4 separate regions of the Mus musculus genome follow, and regions 1, 2 and 3 are each linked to region 4. A link is a contact called in public Hi-C and HiChIP or PLAC-seq data. All regions are on one chromosome and are shown on one strand. Each heading gives the region's core, a stretch centred on a gene start, on an enhancer-like site or on the middle of the called end of the contact. The rest is flanking DNA. Distances are from core to core; before and after follow the strand shown. Region 1 overlaps Gm30551 (predicted gene, 30551). Region 2 overlaps Gm30551 (predicted gene, 30551). Region 3 overlaps Mast4 (microtubule associated serine/threonine kinase family member 4). Region 4 holds the start of Mast4 (microtubule associated serine/threonine kinase family member 4).

Evidence for each region. A called contact is a pair of places that touch in the nucleus more often than the background predicts. HiChIP or PLAC-seq counts read pairs in DNA pulled down with a chosen protein or histone mark.
Region 1: an H3K4me3 HiChIP or PLAC-seq map of neural tube shows a contact between it and region 4, with 3 times the contacts expected there. The contact joins the enhancer-like site here to the promoter of Mast4 in region 4. A contact is called at or near these places in 10 of 115 datasets of contacts at active chromatin or transcription factors (craniofacial prominence, embryonic forebrain, embryonic hindbrain and 6 more) and 2 of 9 other capture datasets (embryonic stem cells and pancreatic islet).
Region 2: a contact with region 4 is called in an H3K4me3 HiChIP or PLAC-seq map of stem cell-derived neural progenitor cells, with 17 read pairs. The contact joins the enhancer-like site here to the promoter of Mast4 in region 4. A contact is called at or near these places in 2 of 39 promoter capture datasets (the 3T3-L1 cell line and hippocampal neurons) and 4 of 115 datasets of contacts at active chromatin or transcription factors (embryonic hindbrain, embryonic stem cells and stem cell-derived neural progenitor cells).
Region 3: a contact with region 4 is called in a Hi-C map of embryonic stem cells, with 2.6 times the contacts expected there. The contact joins the enhancer-like site here to the promoter of Mast4 in region 4. A contact is called at or near these places in 1 of 39 promoter capture datasets (the 3T3-L1 cell line), 5 of 484 Hi-C or Micro-C datasets (the C2C12 cell line, Sertoli cells, embryonic stem cells and 1 more) and 2 of 115 datasets of contacts at active chromatin or transcription factors (astrocytes and embryonic stem cells).

The regions. Positions count from the first base shown.
Region 1 is chr13:103,657,759-103,662,307 of GRCm38.p6, reverse strand. The region is part of intron 1 of Gm30551 (predicted gene, 30551); the gene reads left to right. It also overlaps the pseudogene Gm6080. Among named protein-coding and RNA genes, the nearest start is that of Gm24870, 18 kb to the right of the region's middle. Within about 2 kb of position 1,372, at least 9 of the 459 cell types and tissues checked have an H3K27ac peak or open chromatin away from gene starts, as enhancers often do. A contact at or near this core is called in neural tube and pancreatic islet, where this site is marked.
Region 2 is chr13:103,694,632-103,699,476 of GRCm38.p6, reverse strand. The region is part of intron 1 of Gm30551 (predicted gene, 30551); the gene reads left to right. Among named protein-coding and RNA genes, the nearest start is that of Gm30551, 11 kb to the left of the region's middle. Within about 2 kb of position 3,331, at least 23 of the 459 cell types and tissues checked have an H3K27ac peak or open chromatin away from gene starts, as enhancers often do.
Region 3 is chr13:102,898,091-102,902,854 of GRCm38.p6, reverse strand. The region is part of intron 4 of Mast4 (microtubule associated serine/threonine kinase family member 4); the gene reads left to right. Among named protein-coding and RNA genes, the nearest start is that of Gm30106, 7.3 kb to the left of the region's middle. Within about 2 kb of position 3,379, at least 173 of the 459 cell types and tissues checked have an H3K27ac peak or open chromatin away from gene starts, as enhancers often do. A contact at or near this core is called in the C2C12 cell line, astrocytes, embryonic stem cells and 1 more, where this site is marked.
Region 4 is chr13:103,332,888-103,337,253 of GRCm38.p6, reverse strand. Mast4 (microtubule associated serine/threonine kinase family member 4) reads left to right here and starts at 2,762. Exons shown (of 29, transcript NM_175171.3): 1 at 2,762-3,418. The coding sequence starts at 3,062.

The sequences.
Region 1 (4,549 bases), core at 123-2,622, 330 kb before region 4:
CGCGTGCACACACACACACTCACACACACACACACACACACACACACACACACACCTGGCTCTCCGTGGCCATGGGTTCTGTATTTGCAGATTCTTTTCACCCCAATTTGAAAATACTTAGGGCTTATCTACAACTGAGTGGCAGAGAACGTGTTTAGTGTAAATGAGGCCCTGGTTGATCTGAAGCACTGAAAAAAATCCAGAAGAAATTGCATTTCTCTGTCCAAGCTATTTTTGTCCATATTCCATAAGCGGTATAGTATACAACTACTTACATAGTTAAGGTATCATAAGTAATTGAAAGATGATTTGTTCGTGGAGCATGTGTGCAGGCTATATACAAATACTGTGTCATGGTATGTGAAAGGCTTAGATACCCAGAACATTGAATTCCTTCAAAGGCCCTGAAACCAATCTCCCAAGAGTGTTGAGGAATGAGCATATAAGAGATGCACAGATATATGTTCACATATAAGTGTGCTTGCTTTTTGCAAAAGAAAAGTTGGGATTCTATGAGGCTGTTTGTAAGATGTAAGGCCGAGATGTCATATTAATTAGGTCTCCACGATCCTTCCCGTGCTTTTAAAGTGTTTTTATATGTATACATATATACATATACATATACATATACATATACATATACATATACATATACATATACATATACATAGGCTTTTTGAAAAATCCTTTTATTTCAAGATCCCATGAAACTATTGCTGGACCTTTAAGTGATAGGCGTTTAAGACATATTTTGGCTTCCTTTCTGTGGCCTTTTAATTAGTTTGTCTCCAGCTTCTACAGAGATAGTTTTTATCTAACTATCATCCATCCATTTTATAGGGTCACTGTGAAGGCTAAAGAGCCAAACTGTACAAGGGTCTGTTAAGGCCCCTGATATGCCAGGGAATATTCTGTAGACATCAGTTCCTTTCTTCAAATTCTTGCTTACAAAAATTGTTTGTGCTGCTAGGTCATTGGTTCTCAACCTGTGGGTTGTAACCCCCTTTCGGGTGTGTGTGTGTGTGTGTGTGTGTGTGTGTGTGTGTGTGTGTCGAACGGTTCTTTCACAGGGGTTGCCTAAGGCTATTGGAAAACACAGATATTTATATTATGATTCATAACAGTAGCAAAATTACAGTCATGAAAATAATTTTATGACTGGGGGTCGCTATGACACGAGGGGCTGTATTAAAGGGTCTCGGTGTTAGGAAGGCTGAGAACCACTGTTCTAGGAGATGCTTCTTGGTTTTTGCACGTGAAAAATCGTTTACATATATAGATAAACTAAAATGACTAGTGTGTTGCTAGCTGCTCAGAATGCTCCACCCTTACCGTTGGCAGGAATGATTGCTGCCGCCCGAGGCTGGCTGCCATGGGGTCAGAGGCTAAGGCACTTGCCCCACCCAGTTTTTTATTCTGCAGGTCCAAGGCCTGGGCTGTCAGTCCAAGCCCATGATTTTCCAATACAAAGAGCAGAAAACAATAATTGCTAACACGAGCGGGCTCCTGCATGCACCCTGCCTTCAACTCTCCTCAGTAAGTCAGAGGCCAGGAGTCCTGCTGAGCCGGGACACCGGCAGAGGAGGGAACAGTGAGCCAGCTCCTGAGAGAGCTGTGTAATTATCCTATGACCTCTCAGCTATTCAGATTGAAGTCTTCATTGCCCATGACAAATATTTATTAAGCCTTGCTTTGTGTTTGGTTTCTAGGTATAATGAATGATGTGGCAGATGGTTTTAGGTTAAAAGAACTCCAACTCCATTTAACGCCTGGATGGACATCTGGATTAGGTGACTGATGAATCCTGCAGAAGTTAGTGCACGAAAAATCCTTTCTGCAGCAGTTTGAATACTGAGATGACCTTCCTCCCTCTCTCCCTCTCCATCTCTGTCTTTCTGTCCCTCTCTGTGTATGCACACATACGTTTGTGCATGCGTGTGTGACTGTGTGTGTGTGTGTGAACCAGTTATCTTATATACTTTATATTCCCCACTGTTCTGGGAACTCCATAGGTGTTGTTTATAAGTTCTTACTTATTTACTGAGTGGAGTATATTAGAATTATATTTTTTCTTATCTATCTAGAAATAGGCTAAACAATTATCACTGTGACTTGCATAGAACAGTCTCTACATTTGTGGGCTAGGTGTGGGTGGCTGCCTCAGGTGTAACATTGGAGGAACTGGCAGCGTGTTTATAACTCAGGAGCTATGGCATTGCTTGAGAACACCACACCTGAATGACAATGAGGGCTACATAGCTTCTATGTGGGCTGAAGAGACCAGGCTAGTGCCTCTTGGCCCTGGGAGGGAGAGTGGAAGAGGACAACAGAGACAAAGCTGCATTTTCTAAGCATGCTCATCTATAGTAGGAAGGCCTGGACAGAGCAGCCTGATCTCCATGGGTCTTTCCTTCCCTTTTCATAGTGATTTAACCCCCTGCCTGTTCCCCATTCATCCTTTGAACAAATATGTAAAGGGTGCTGAATTCTATGTGAAACACTGGGGTGGGGCAAAACAGGCCAGGTCCCCTTCCGTGTGGCTACAGCTGAAGAGAGGGCTAAATGTTTACAGTAGTCTAGGACTTTTTGTAGGCTGAATGTGGTGGGTTGACTAGGTATGGCCCCATAGATTCATGAGTTTGAATGCTTGGTCCATAGAGAGTGGCACTATTAGTAGGTGTGGACTGGTTGGAGTAGGTGTGGTCTGGAAGGTTGGGCTTTGAGGGCTCCTATACTCAAGCCCTGCCCAGTGTGGAACCCAGTCTTTTCCTTGCTGCCTATGGATGAAGATGTAGAACTCTCAGCTGCTTCTCTAGCAACCGTGTCTGCCTGGATGCTGCCGTGCTTCTCACCATGATGATAATGGATTGAACCTCTGAACCTGTAAGACAGCCCCAATTAGTTGTTTTCTTTTATATGAGTTGCCCTGGTCATGATGTCTCTTCACAGCAATAAAACCCAAACTAAGACCCAGAGGGTGGGCAAAGCCTCTGTCCCTGAAGAGGTGTGGAAGCAAGAGGGCAGGCGTGGCAGTGTCTATCAGGAACACTGTTTTATCCTAGGGGAAACAGGGCAGAAATAGGAAGGGGCTTGATGTTCGACAGCAGAGCCTGGTGACAGGCAGGAAGTGGGAGCTGGGATGTTTCTGTCTCTCCTTTTCCTTCTTTCTAGCAGCAAGGGGATTGAAGCTAAGGTTCCATGCATGCTAGCTAAGAGTTCTGCTTCCAAGACTCACTTCCTCATTTCCCTAATATTTTAGTTACATGTTTATTGAGAAAGGGAGGGGGGGAGCCTAGGGAGAGGGGGAGGGAGGGAGGGAGGGGAGTAGGAGAGAGATTGAGAGAGTGTGTGAGTGTTGTTTGTTCTGAGGACAACTTGTAGAGTTGGTTTTCTCCTTCTACCTTGAGGATCCTGGGGATCAAACAAGGATTTCCAAGTTTGGCAGCAGGCATCATTACTGACGGATCCACCTTACCCGTTTCTCCCACCCACTCCCTTTTTTAAACTTTGACATGTCTCAGTTGTATAGATTTTTTCTCCTGTTTTGTGTTTTTGTTTTTGAGACAGGGTTTCTCTGTATATCCATGGCTGTCCTGGAACTCATTTTGTAAGCCAGTCTGGCCTGGAACTCCCAGAGATCTGCCTGCTTCTGCCTTTCTGAGTGCTGGGATTAAAGGCACACAACACCATTACTCTCTTTAGCTATTATTCATAACCATGAACCTAACTCTCCAACCCAGCCAGACTTGGAGGGGAACAAGGAAACTATGGAACCCAAAGAACTTCAGTGAAAGCAAAGGTTATGGGGTGCTATGAGCAGACGGGATGGGAGCGCTCTCCCGAGATACTGGAAAATGGTCTGATGGGTAAGATGTATGGGAGTTAAAAGAATTAGAGTTGTTCACAGGTGGCAGTGGTGATCTTCTTGCTGCTCTTGCCATTCCTGGACCCAGAACGATTCGTGGTTTCCACAACTCTCATGCCTTCTCTCACCTTCCCAGAGACTACATGTTTGCTATGTAGCTACTCAGTTTCTGCTCTGCAGATGTAGAACTGGGAATCATTGGTGTTCGGTCCAGCATTTGCCATGGACACGGTGTCAGGATGAGCCTCTCATCTTCAAATTTCCCCCGAAGGTGGACTTTGCAGACAGGCCACTATGGTGTGTGAAGTCACCACCCACCCTGCCATATGAATAATTTTGCGAAGGGAGAAATTATTACATCCAAATCCTTTCTGTTCAGTGTTCAGAGCTTTAACATTTTCTTCTGCTTCTGAAACTCGGTCTGCAAACAGCTTGCAGAAGACGTGGCTCAAGGGCTAACCATCCACGGTGATGTCAAAGAGTAGGGTAGGGGTGACCATGGCTGCTGGCAAGCCAAGAGCTATACAGATTTCCTCTGGCATGTGGCTGTGACTGAGGGCTTAGAAGCAACAATAAATAGATCCATCCCCACACTGAGCATGCTCAGACGCTCTTGAAGGACAGACAGCCTGTGGTTTGCTTTGTCCTCTGGAAAAGTAGCTTTCCAGTGTTGCACACCCAGAC
Region 2 (4,845 bases), core at 2,082-4,581, 360 kb before region 4:
AATCCAGCGTCAGGAGAATCTAGCACCCTCTTTCGGCTTTTTGTAGACACCTATATTGGCATGCTCATATCCCCACACATATATACACACACATATATACACATATACTTACTCATATATATACTCCCCACATATACCTACTTACACACACATATCCCCATATATACATGAACACATATACTTACTTATACACACATATATATTCCCCCCCACATATATATATATACTTATTCATATATACCTACTTACACATATACACATATCCTCATAAATATATGTACACATACATTCACTCATATACACATACATATACATATACTCATATACATATATACATATCCCCATATGTACATGTACACATACACCTGCTCATACACACATACATATACTCCCACATATACATATGCACATATATGTACACATATCCCCATGCATACACATACAATAAGCATACTCATACATAAATGTAGCCCCCCCCACCCCCCCACCCCAACACACTTAAAAATTAGATAAAGGCTAGAAAGCTTGCAAAGGTAGTTGCTGCCCTACCTGGTCCCATGAGTTTGATTCCAGGGAACCACATGGGAGATGAGGAGTATGAACTCCTTCAGGAAGTCCATGTTCAGACTCCCACCCATCAATAAACAAATACGTGTAATTAAAGAAATCTTTAAAATTACTTTCCGATTTCCCTGCGTTCCTTTGAGTGGTTTGAGCAACATTTCCAGGCTGCAGTGACCTACTTTTGCTACAATTTTAATAAGATCAACTTACTGTCATCCTTGATAGGGGCCCGTCGCATTTGACTATTTCACCAGGTTAAAATCAAGTTGTCTCCATGTGACTATGGGACAAACGGTGGCGCTTATTTCCCGACTCTTGGGGACACAGTCTGGATGAATGCAGTGATAAATAGCCCCTGCGATTATGGAAATGCAGTGATTTATTTTTAACTATCTTCCTGATGGTACCGCTCTCCTGAATGACTTTGCTCTCTTTATTTATATCCTTCCTTGTGCCCTCGCAGCTTGTCCCAAATCCCATCAGGCAGCTTCAAGCCAAGAGAACAAGGATCTCATTTTTATCAATGAGAAGATCTGGAGTGTGCTGACAGCGAAGGATTAGGTGCAGGAAGTGGGAGGAAAGTGGAGGGAAACAGAAGCGAGCCGCTGCCTGGCTGTTTACAGACAGGTGCAAACAGGTCCCTCTAAGCTTACAGCCACATCTCATGACCTGTTTGCAGGGCCCTGTTCTATCGTGTATAGTGGTTAGAAAGGGCCAACAAGATTGTGAAAGCGGAACCTCATGCCAAGAGGCCAGGGAGCAGAGCGGAAACAAAGTCGGAGGAGAGGGGTGCCTAAGCCGAGACTCAAGCCAGGTTTGCCTTAGTGAGGTCAGGACTGGAGCAGTGTGCTCTCTGGGTACCGGCTGCCTTGGGTCCCTGTTTCTCTCCAACAGATGCCCAGCCAATGATGTAGTTCTTGATTTGTTCAACCCCTCTTCAGCCAGAGCCTGGGGTGGGTTAAAACCAGCACTTGCATTTTGATAGAAGAGATTTTGAAACCAACGAAATTCATACTGTTATTCCGGTACTTTATGAAGTATGATACACAGCAAGGGGCCCTTGTTACAGCTGAAAGTTTACAGTCTAAAAGCACAACCCGAAAGGCCTTCCTTGTACCTGGATGACCCAGCCCACTGACAAACAGCTGTCATGGTTACTGTCACAAAGGGGCTATCACCTGTGCTGAAATTTCTTACACAAGTAGACTTTCCCAGATCTTTTGCTTACCCATTCATCAATGTACTGGTTAGTTTTTGTCAACTTGACACAAATTAGAGTCATCTGGGTGGAGGGGCCCTCAGCTGAGAAACTGCCTGCATCAGGTTGGCCTGTGGGCGTGTTCGTGTAGGCATTTTCTTTTCTCGCTTTTCTCTTTGTTTGTTTGTTTGTTTCTTCCTTCATTCCTCCCTTGCTTTGTTCTACCGCTCTTTGTTCTTTCTTTCCTTCACTCCCCCCTCCAACTATCCCTCCCTCCCTCCCTCCTTCCCTCCGTTCTTTAGACAGGGTCTGTCTGTTATTGTAGCTCTGTCTGTCTTAGAACTCACTCTGGTAGACCAAGCTGGCCTTGACTTCCGGGAGATTCACCTGCCTCTGCCTCCCCTGGGAGCGCTGGGATTCAGGGTGTGCGCCACTATACCTGGCCGTTTTCTTGATTACTGATTGAGGTATAAAGGCCCAGTCCACTGTGAGTGGCGCCACCTCCACCAGGTGGTCCTTAGTTGCATGAGGAAGAGCGAGCCACAGAGAGCAAGTCCGTAAGTAGCCTTCCTCCGTTGCCTTGCTTTGAGTCCCTGCCTCGGCCTCCCTCAGTGATGGAGTACACCTGTGAGCCAAGCGAAACCTTTCTTTTCCAAGGTGCTTTTGTTTGTGGTGGTCATCACGGCAGCAGAGACGCAAACTAGAGTAGAAACACTGTCTTAGAATCGCCAATGTGTTGGTCCTTAGGATATCCGCAGCAGTCGGTTTTTGTGGAAAAAAAGCCCTGTTTATTTTTCATCCTATTGTTCATGAACATTTCATAGATTTGGACTTTTTTTTTTTAATTTGTTTATGGTGTATGCGTGCTTGCATGTGGTTGCCATAACATGCATGCATGTGGAGGTCAGAGGTCAACTTTGACATTGTAGCTGTTTGGAGGGTAAGTAGATGTGCTTGGCTGTTTTAATTAACATTTTCATGGTATTGAGCTTCTTTTCCTAGACTTATTGGCAAGTGCTCTCACTTGTTCGTTATTGCTGTATATCTACATACATGTGATATATATCTGTGTATAGCTCATAAGCAATAATGTATGTGAGACTGTGCACATCTATTTTTATATCTACCTATAAAATATAGATAAATATGAAAATATTTAAAAGTATCATCTGGGATGATAGCCTTTATGCTTATTGGTGAAAAATCAGCTCATTTTCCTTTCTTTTCTGTAGCCATAATCTTTGCAAAATGATTTTGCAAATCTGCGCCTGCCCACCAGGGGGCAGTGCCCGCATCCTTTGATTTTACTGGCCTTTTAGTTGTGCTGGCTGGTGAGGGGCATTGGAGGTAATCATGTGTCGGATACGGGCCCAGCCTCTTGTTCTCCGCCTTGGTGCTAGTTAGTGACCCCTAGACAATCAGCTTCCCATCTGTAAATATCTATCGTCTTTGCTACCGACTAGACCCTCAACAAATTAACGGTTTTTAAGTCTGTCATTGTTACTGCTCATGAGTCAGCCCACATTCCTAGCTGGGTTTTATCTTACGGCATTTGAGTAATTGTGGTTGCTATATCATCTATTACTTGCTCGGAGGCCAGTGTCAACATGGAGCTGATATTTCTTTCCAGTCACACAGCCACTTGCCTTCTCCTGTCTGGCTGTTTCCATCTCTTTGTACTCCTAGGAGCCTGGGTACGTTTAGCACTTTATCCAGGAACATTGAAGTTCCCCTGTGGGCTATGTCAGGCTTGCTGTCTTGGGGATAAGCATTTATACGATGATCCTATCTATGGAGAAAATACCACATTTAAAGACCCTTTTTCGGCTTAAACATAGGAACTAGTTTATTTTCCCCACTTGGAGGTAAATTTGCAATCAGATTTCTCCCATTTTTGCCATCTCATTCTTTTCAAGTCAAGCTGATCTTCCTTCTTGTGTGTCGTGTGTGTGTGTGTCGTGTGTGTGTGTCCCCATTGACACAAGGCAATCCATCATAGTGGCAATGAAGAATGAGCCTCATAGACAGCAGGATTGAAAAACAGACGACCTCAGTGCGCTGTCATTCTGGGCTAATGACCTGGGCCTCTCCACACCTGTCACAGCAGTCAGCACTGGCACTTGGGGCATGACCTAGTAAAGTGTCTCTGCAGACGGCAAACCGAGAACTAGCCTGGCTTCAAGACACTCCTTAGCTCTTCCTTCATCTGATGGGAGTAGATGGCTGTACTGGCTGGTTTTGCATGTCAACTAGACACAAGCTAGCACCACCAGAGAGGAAGGAGTCTCAGTTGAGGAAATGCCTCCATGAGATCCAGCCATCAACATTTTCTCAGTTAGTGATTGATGGGGCAGGGCCCAGCCCATGGTAGGTGGTACCATTCCTGGGCTGAAGTTCTGGGTTCTATAAGAAAGCAGGCTGACACATATGCGAAGATGATCACCTTGTATGGCACCAATGGGAGGAGAGGCCCTTGGTCCTGTGAAGACTAGATGCCCAGTATAGGGGAATTTGAGGGTGGGGAGTCAAGGTTGGAGTGGGTGGGTTGGGGGAAACACCCTCATAGAAGCAGGGGAAGGGGGGATGGGTAGAGGGTTTGGGGGGGCGACTGGGAAAGGGGATAACATTCGAAATGTAAATAAATAAAATATCCAATTAAAAACAAGAAAGCAAAGAAGGAAGGAAGGAAGGAAAGAAGGAAGGAAGGAAGGAAGGAAGGAAGGAAGGAAGGAAGGAAGGAAGGAAGGAAGGAGGCTGAGCAAGCCAGGGGAAGCAAGACATTCACAACACTTCTCCATGGGCTCTGCAGCAGCTCCTGCCCCTAGGTTCCTGCCTCATTTGAGCTCCTGTCCTGGCTTCCTTTGATGATGAACTATGATGTGGAAGCATAAGTTGAATAAATCTTTTCCTCCCCAAGTTGCTTTTTCGCTATGGTGTTTCAACGCAGCAATTGTTCAACCAGAACTAATAAGACACTGGCTCTCTATTTGCCAAAACAAAATGTGAGTCCCTTGGGCCTGCCTAACCCACCTCAAATAAGCCACATCACAGACACATAGAGAAGGTTGTATTTACATAAAGAT
Region 3 (4,764 bases), core at 2,130-4,629, 440 kb after region 4:
CTTATTAGTCTCTCCTCTCACAGGAAAGTGTTTAAGGTTTCTCTTTTAACTCAGAGTCCTGCCTGGCCTGTAACTCCTGGAGCTCTCTGGGAAAGGGACCCCAAGATTGACTTCCCACATAGATCTTTAGGATTGGCCCATAATCCTTGCATAGCAAATACGGCACAACCATGGGAGGTACGGGTTGTCTGGACTAGTACAGCTTTGCCTTACAGCTCAGAGCTGTCCCTACCCCTTTTTGCCTTCTCCCACTTTCTGAAGACCACCTCAGTAGCACTGTTGTACTTTCTTGGGTAACACAAATCTGAACTTCAGAGACAGGCTCTTCCCAGCTTCTCAGCTCAGAACAGAGTAAACTCTGGATGCAACTTTAACTTCCTAGATTGGCAGCGATAGCATCCACTGAGCATCCCCTCACAATGGGAAGGAGGTGCCTGGATCCCGTCAGCACCTCTGTTCTAGTGCCTTTTCTCTTCCTATTGGATTAAGATCTTGGGGAGGAGGAGGTCAGGCATCCTGCAGCCCATGGGTCCTCTGGGTCACGTGCTGCTGAGTTTCCGAATGGGCCTTTGCTTGACCTGAGGTGGCCTAGAGCAGCGGTTCCCAACCTTACTAATGCTGTGACCCTTATGTTGTTGCTGCTTCATAACTGTAATTTTGCTATGTTATGAATCATTAGGTAAATGTCTGATAATGCAGAGTATATGACAAGCGACCCCTGTCGAAAGGTTGCTTGACCCTGCCACTACGCCAGCAGGCTTGGACGCGCTTGATCTTTTACTTTCATGTTCCAAAATCTGGCACGTTGTCATTGATATAATGGCAAGCTCCAAACCCAAGTGACAGCCAGATCACCAAATCACCAAAATCTTTATCCACGCCAACTCATACTCTGCTCTGCTTTAATCCCTTCAAGGAAATTCTCCTTTTTTTTTTTTTTTTTTTTTTTTTTTTTGACACTTCAACTTGTATTTTTCTGAGGACTCCAACTTGTAAAAACCAAGAAATAAAAGAAGTTTTGTTGCTACTGTTTTTTCTCCCCCCTTCAACCTTTTTGCTAAATTTACATTACTTGGAGTTGTTCTGAGTAGCAGGTACATGCAAGGATTTTTTTTAACTGTCATAATTAACAAAATATATTGACTCTTGATGAACACCTGCCTGCAGAAACATCCAGTGGAGGAGGGGGGGTTGTTCGTTCGTTTGATCATGCATATATGAGAAAGGTGGAAAATGGATTTTTTTTTCTGCCCCAACATTCAGTGCTTAAAGCTGTTGATAAGTTTGTACTCACCTCTTTTATTGAAAGACCGGTACAATTGACATCTGTTCAGTACCTAGCATGTATCTATGTGACCCAAAGCTGAAAGCCTCATGTGTGCCTTCTGCAAAACCTGCCAGGAAAGCCTTGTAAACCAGAGCTGTGGGGTATTTCCAAGGTGCAATAGGCCCCACGCATGCTCAGTGCAAAGGAGAGACTTGGATCTAGGAGTCCAGGAGAGGCACCATACACAAAAGGCCACAGTTCAGGACTTCTGAAAGATGCAGGGCTATTTCTCGGAGAGCATAGTGCCTTCCCAGAGGGAATAGAAATGGTGCGGACCAAAGCTCAGTGGCTGTGGTCAGAGAGAGGTCAGAGAGAGAAGACTGCACACATTGCTGGAGCAAGAAAGACCCTAGATGGAGCTTGCTGGGTACCAAAAACTGTAAGACAGCAATGAGGAGGCGGCTGGATCTGAATTTAGTACACCTGGGTTTATCTCTGGCCCCTGTGGTGTTGGGCAAGTTTACTTTCTTGAACTTCAGCGTCTCCATCTTTGAAATAGGGATAAGTAAGTTACTTATTGAGTTGTGTGTGTGTGTGTGTGTGAGCTTCATGACTGTTTCCTTTCATCCTTACCAAGGCTCACCCTGCTTGCCTCACATCTCTCATCAGCTCCAGCCTGGCTAATACGGCCTTTATTTTTCCTAATGCAATTACCGGCGAATAAAAACAATGAATAAATCTTAGCTGTTGACATCACCACGGTCATGACGGCATGGGTAGTCAGCAGCGTGGCTGAGGAGAGCTGAAGTAGCCTATCCTTAATCCAGTGGGGAGAGAAAGGGGGTGACTAGTGAGTGACTCTGGGGAGCTCCGGCCTGGAAGCAGGGTGAGATCTTCACACCAGTCAGTCAGTCATTAAACCATTGCATCGGCCTAGCTGAAACTTTGTAAGGTTTACAGAAAGGATCTGCTACCTGGGAGAGAAGTTAAGGATGTGAACTTCTTAACTTGATAGGAGCCAGTCAGTGAGCCATTGTCCTTGGACAAGCAAGGATTCCACCGTGGCCCTGGAAAGTGGTTTTGGCTTGAGGGCCATCTGGGTGGTAGTCAGCAAACACGCAAACGTGGGGAATGGGAGAAGGCCGGTTGGAGCGGGGGTAGTAGGGTGGGGGGGATGGATACCTGGAGTTGCTTCTTGTATCCCCCTCCTCCCACACACACAGTTAAAACCACATTTGTGGAGTTTTGATTCTGTTTGAAGGACCACTGGGAATTCATTCCTGCCTTCCGTTCATGCTGAGGCAAGGACTACAGTAGTGAATAAGTCAGCCTCACCAGTAAACAGATATCTAAAGAAGCCCATTGCCAAATTGGGGTCAGTGTTCCGACAGCTGCAAGAGTGTGGAAGGGAGAGAGAGAGAGAGAGAGAGAGAGAGAGAGAGAGAGAGAGAGAGAGAGAGAGAGGGAGAGAGGGAGAGAGGGAGAGAGAGAGAGAGTAACCTTGTGGGTGTGGAGTGGGGACTGCTTTAAATAAAGAGGCTAGGGAAGTCCCTTTGAAAAGGTAATATTTAAAGGGAGGCTGAAGACTGTGAGAAACATTTGGGGGGGGGGCAACTGTCTGGCAACATCAAAGTCTCTTGAGGCAGGAAGGACAAAAAGAAAGTCCCCAGACAGGAAGTTGAATTTAGGTATAGGGCATTGACCTGGAAACCATCATTTATACCATGGGAGGTGTAGATTATCTTAGTCTGGAAGAAAAACAGCGTCATTGAAGGAATGGGCAGAGATGACTTTCAAGGGGATAAGTCCCCCAAGAGTGAAGGGTGGCCTGTGTGCATGCGTGCGTGAGTGTTGTCTCTGGCTCACACAGTGGGGAGACCATCAGTGCCCCCAGCATCAACAGTTGTCCAGTGGTACTCTGAGTTGTCATTTGACCAGCACGGTTGGTGTGAAGCAAGGAAATGCAGATTGGGTGGTGACCACCTTTTGTGGGCAGATAAACCCAGAGGTCATGCATCGTGGCACCAAGCCTTATATGTTCAGGCAGCCCAGGAGCCTCGTTCCTGAATCACATCCCCTTACTCACCGTCTGCTCACCCCATGGGCTGCTCCATCACCAGAGTTGGCAAGGGCAGAAGTTTCCTTTTCACATCCTCCCTGGAAGTTCAAGTTCCTCCCACAGCCTGTGAACCTCGCCTCCCCTCCTCTCCCCTCCCCTCTCCTCCCCTCCCCTCTCCTTCTCTTCCCTCTGAGCTTGCTGCTGGAGTTTCACTTTAAAGCCTTGACTCAGCTGGGTGCGGTAGCCTACACCTGTAATATCAGCAGCACTCTGGTGGAAGAGGCAGGAGGATTGCTGCATGTTCAGGCTATTTGGTCTATGGGACAAGTTTTAGGCTAGCCGGGGCTATACTGTGAGACCCTGTCCGCAAACAGACATATGAACCCACATAAAGCCCCGGATCTTCTTGGGCCTAATTCCCCTCACTGTTGGCTCCCTCCTGAGCCCTGGCACCAGGCCGTTTCTCAGCAGCTGGTTCCACAGGTGGCCGAAACCAGGCCCCACTTGTGGCTCCTCCTCGCCTCTCCACGCCTGACCTGCGGGCTAGGCCCCTCCCTGAGTCCCTGAGCCATTTCCTCCCACTCCTGGCCTTGCCCAGGCCTGTTTCATAACTGCTTCCTTTCATCCCTCTCCTGTCTTCACGTTCTCCACTGTGCCTTGCCTATTGCTGCAGGACTCGCCCTGTCATCCTCTCATCCAGTCAGCTCCAGCTTGGCTAATGTGCCCTGAAGCTGCCTTGTAGAGCTCACCCCTCCTCCCCGGCCCTGCCACACCGTGCCCAGCCTTTTCCCCGAATAATTCATCCAGGGAAGAGAGGGCTCTACTCCAAGACTTTGGTATATACGGCTCTTGCTGCTGTCTGCTGAGAGCCTGGGTTTCCGCCTAGCATAGGGAGTTCTGACAGTCTCTGCAGTTCCCCCTTAAGGCTGACCAGATCGCAGCAATCAGGAGAACAAAGGCAGGTGGATTCTCAGAGTTCAAGGCCAGCCTGGCTCAGAATGGGAGCTCCCAAGTTGTCACTGCTGCCCTGTAATGTTCAGGTGTATGGTGATGGAGGAGGAGGCAGAGCAGTGAGGAATGTATAAAGTGAAAAAAGTGGGTTTCCAAAAAAAAAAAAATGCATTGGAAATAATCGATGAGGACATGGAAGCTTATGCTTTGGAGAAGGAGTCACAGCTCTTCACCCTGTAACTAGGCAGTGCGTTTGTGCTTCTCTGGCTGGCTGCTTTAAGGTCCAGGATACTGGGACAGGGAGGTAGGATATGAGAAAGAATGTGTTAGTCTTTTATGGCTTTGCCTGGTTTTCTTTACAAATATATCTGGTATCAGGAGTTTAAATAGTATCTTTTAAAGCAGGGGAGTCATAAGCTTTGCAATAGAGACTAAAAAGCTGGTAGATATTGGTATCAAAAAATCCTTAGTCCCTATGGGTCTGTAG
Region 4 (4,366 bases), core at 1,513-4,012:
TGCCTCTGTGCCTGATTGGGGTAATTTCGGGGAACCATTTTGACCTTCTGACCCTCTTCTATTGATAGTCGTGTGGTGTTGAGTTTGTCCGGTTCTTATCTGGAAACTCAGCTTAAACTATAGTCGTCATCCTTCTCAGACACACGTGGTCAAGTGTGATGATAGAGTGTGCTTTATTGAAGAGGGTGAATCCCACTTAGTAACTCACAACTGTCTTGGTTATTTTTGGACAAATTCAATAAAAATTTCAGGCTGCATTGTTTATAAACAAAGGCATTAAATCACAAACTGGCTTTTTTTTTTTTTTTGCATCTGTGTGCATATATGTGTACCACAATTTGCAATGTAAAATGTATTTATTTGGGATCAGTGTTTGTAATTTTAACAAATAGTATTTAGTACTTGACTTAGAAAAGGACAGGTTTAGAACATGAATACTGTTTAGTTTTGAATCTTGGCTCTAACACTTGCTAGCTGTGTTAACATTAGGTTTCAGTATTTCACAGATGTAATACAAGACCAAAAAAAAAATGTCACTACCTTATTGGATCAACACAAGGATTGAGTATATAATAGCTTTTGCACAGTGCTTAAAATGTTGCCTGGCACATAGTGTCATATAAATGTTTGTGAGTTAAAAAAAAAATGTGACCAAAGGGAAATTTTTTTTTTGCATAATGAACCAAGGCGACAATATTCCTTTTCCGTGGTTATTTATAGTCTAGTAGTCACATATGTGTATCCTTGATTAAAAAACTGTTCTGAGAGGCAGACTTCAGAGTACCAACCACAGAGCCACTGCTCACTTGCTGTGTGACCTTTGACCAGCTCTTTGGCCTGTGTCTTCATCCCTAAAGTATTTCATTCGGTTTCTGCCAGGACTCTGAGGCCTTTAGCGCAGGAGAGCCCTGGCTCTAGGAACTGCCATTTTTTTAGCTGTTAGGATTCAAACCATGTCCTTGTTGCACCCTTCCCGAACTGAGAAGGCAATCCCTCCTCTTCTTTGATGTGAATGGCTTGCTTAAATCTTTATTTCAGTTCCCCTGTGCTGAATCAACCACATAGGGGCTCAGATAAAGGCCAGTACTCTAAGGAGGGAAGTCATTGTGAAGCCCAGGGGGTGGATTCAGGCCGCCCCACTGTGCGCTCTTCAGCCTCTACATTGCCACTTAGCTAAGTCTCCTGAATGTCCTTTTACCTCAGCAGGTCTTCCCTTCCCTTTGGATCATTCTGAAGTGTCACAATGCAACTCTGACAGCTATCCACAGCCAGAGGGTCACATCCTACAGCTTCCCTCTTCAGAGGCAGTCGGAAAGTATTCAGGACAAAGCCGCCTGTCCAGACTAGATGAGCACCCCCCCCCCCGCCCCCATTATCACTTGTAAATACTAAGGTAGCATAAAAGGGCTCATTAGCCAACGGGGCTTTCAACTCCAGTCCTTTTCTCAAGGACCCTTGGCAGACCTGTTCTGACAGAGAGAAATGTAAAATTCTGGAGGACTCCTCGGCTTGAAGATCTGCAATGGCTTCGGTGTAATTCTTCCCCTCTTCTCCCACGGCACATTGTAGCACTTACCAGAGCTTTTAAACATGAATAATGAGGCGGTATTATGCAATATCAATCTCTCCCCCGACCACAAGCTCCTCAAGGGCAGGAGACCTGCCGTATTCATCTTTGTATCCCCTGCAACCAACTGGCACACATCTCAATCAACGTCTGTGGAATGGAAGCTGGCTGAATTTATACCTCGGGTCACGGTGTGGAGCTCAGACGGGTCTGGAGCTGAAGGCAAGTAGGACTCATTTATTTCTCGCTGCCTAACTCCGCACTGGCTTCCCAGCAGATCCAAGACACCACAAAGGTTAAGGTGATTATTCTGTTGGTGCTTTGGTGGAAGCTCTTTCTCCTTGTTCTTATAGGAAAGGAAAAATGAGGCCCCAGGTCGGCCGCGTTGTGCCTATGCAGGGCTAGAGAAAGCCAGTTAGGAATGTCCCTTAGCCCAGCGGCAGAACCGCAAAGAGCTGCTAAGACCGTTCTGATAAAGCCTGGTCCTAAACACAGAGCATCAGCTGTTTCCTTCCTTTGTCACAAGCGCGTGTCTTTGACTTAACTTTAGTTTCTAAGCAGAAATACAGAAAAATCATCTTTGGAGACCTTGGCTTGTGTCCAAGCCGGGAACTCTGCTGACACTTTATTTTGCTCTATCTAGTCTTATTGCCAGACAACATCGGTGTTGACGCTTCCCTTTACAATTTGAGGAAACTGAGGCCCAAGAGGTTTATCCAGAAAGAGGCTTGGAGATGGGCTGCGTTTGGATCCCCTCTCTCCACCCACCACGGACTTCGCTCTCTGCACACGGGTGGGAGCGTGAGTTTGCGCGTGACTGGCCGCGCGCTTCCGTTTTCACGCGAATCCTCCCGCCTAATTTCCCCGATTTCACTTTTTGGAGACTAAAAGTCCGGTTCTCCAAGGTCTCGCCTCACTCAGCCATCTCCCACCCACGTCCCAAGGACAGACGGCCACTCCCCCACCCATTTCTGAGTCCCAGACCGAGTTAAGTCCGCGGACTCCGCGTCGGCCCTGTGGATCCCCGCGCCGTGGGGCTGCCCCGCGCACCCAGAGCTCCCGCGGGATCGGGTGGCCCGCTCCTGGCCCCACCTCCCCTACCTGACGCCCGCGCGGCCAGCGGCTCCGCAGCCTCCGCCCACCAGCGCGCCTGCGCTGCCATTGGCTCCGCGGGCTGCCCGTCTCCTCCGCTCCGTCCCGGAGGCAGGTTTAGCGGGAGAAGCCGCAGTCCCGGCGGCTCGGGCGCAGCGCGGAGCGCCGATCGCGGTGGGCATGGCCCCGCGCGCGGGAGTCCATGTCAGCAGCCGAGCCACGGCGGCAGTGAACTTGGCGACGCGCTCCTGTGGTCCAACCTCTGTCATGTAGTCGCCGGCGGCGCTCCCCGCAGCCCGGGAGCCGCAGCGCGATCCAGACACAGCAGAGCAGCCGGGGCTTCTTCGGGAGGCGCCGAGCGCACCGCCACCCCTCGGACGGCACTTTGGGCCGAAAAGGGACATGGGGGAGAAAGTTTCCGAGGCGCCTGAGCCCGTGCCCCGGGGCTGCAGCGGACACGGCGCCCGGACCCTAGTCTCTTCGGCGGCAGCCGTGTCCTCGGAGGGCGCTTCCTCAGCGGAGTCATCCTCTGGCTCGGAAACTCTGTCGGAGGAAGGGGAGCCCAGCCGCTTCTCCTGCAGGTCGCAGCCGCCGCGGCCGCCGGGCGGCGCCCTGGGAACCCGGCTACCCGCCGCGTGGGCTCCCGCGCGCGTGGCTCTGGAGCGTGGAGTCCCTACCCTGCCGCTGCCGCACCCGGGAGGAGCGGTGCTGCCGGTGCCCCAGGTCAGCAGCGCATCCCAAGAGGAGCAGGATGAAGAGGTGGGCTCAGTCTGTCCCATCCCACACCCTCCAGGTCCCGGCTGTAGGGGCCCTTTAGGTCCCTTTGCGTGCGCGCTGGTGTCTTGGAGAGGGGAGGGAACTAAAGGTGCTCTGCTACAGCCTGGGATAGTGACTGTCAGGAGACTCTGTGGGTCCTTGACTTCTAGTGGTTGTCCTCGCGCGCTTGTCTACATGGGCTACCCGACCGTGTGCTTTGGAAGTGTCACTGAGCCGATCGATCCCTTCATGTCTGTATCTGCTTGGGTCCTTAGCTATTGAATGTGATCTGAAAGCTTGGCTTGTCCCCACAACTCATATCCAGATTCTTAGACGTGGGAATCGCTAATCACTGCGGTCTTGGATGGAGCGGGAGACCTGGAGCGTTTGACGCTGGTGGGAGTGGTGACTGTGGAGTTGCTTCTTGGGGTGTCAGAGACCAGAATACGCTGGAGTCGCCCGTGGGTGGTTTTGGTGGTCGCTTCACCTTTCATCCTGGGGAAGAGGAAGATTCCCCATGCTAAGCCTATCGCGCCGGCTCCTATTTGGACTCAGTGTCCAGAGGAGCGCTGTCACCAATCTGGATAGGATGTGTCTTGTTCAGAGGACTTTGTCTAGCCTCATTTCTTCGAAGGCTGTGCATCCAAAAATTATCGGTCTCTTCCTGACACACCGAGTTTTGTAATCCACTAGGTTGCTATCTCTGGTTTTCTTCTCACCCCCGCCCCCCTCCGCCCCTTTCCCCTCTTACTTTGGAAGACAGGAAAGGAAGATTCTCCAAGTCTTTAAGATTGTTTGCTTTGGACATCTCTTGTGGGAGAAATCATCTTGATCAGACAGGACCATAAATAAAACATGACCCTAGCGTAGTCTTCCGTGTGAAATTAATTCCGCCGTGCCAGACTGGTATTTCCCCGGTCTCTGCTGGGATTAGCAGTAGGAAACAATTGC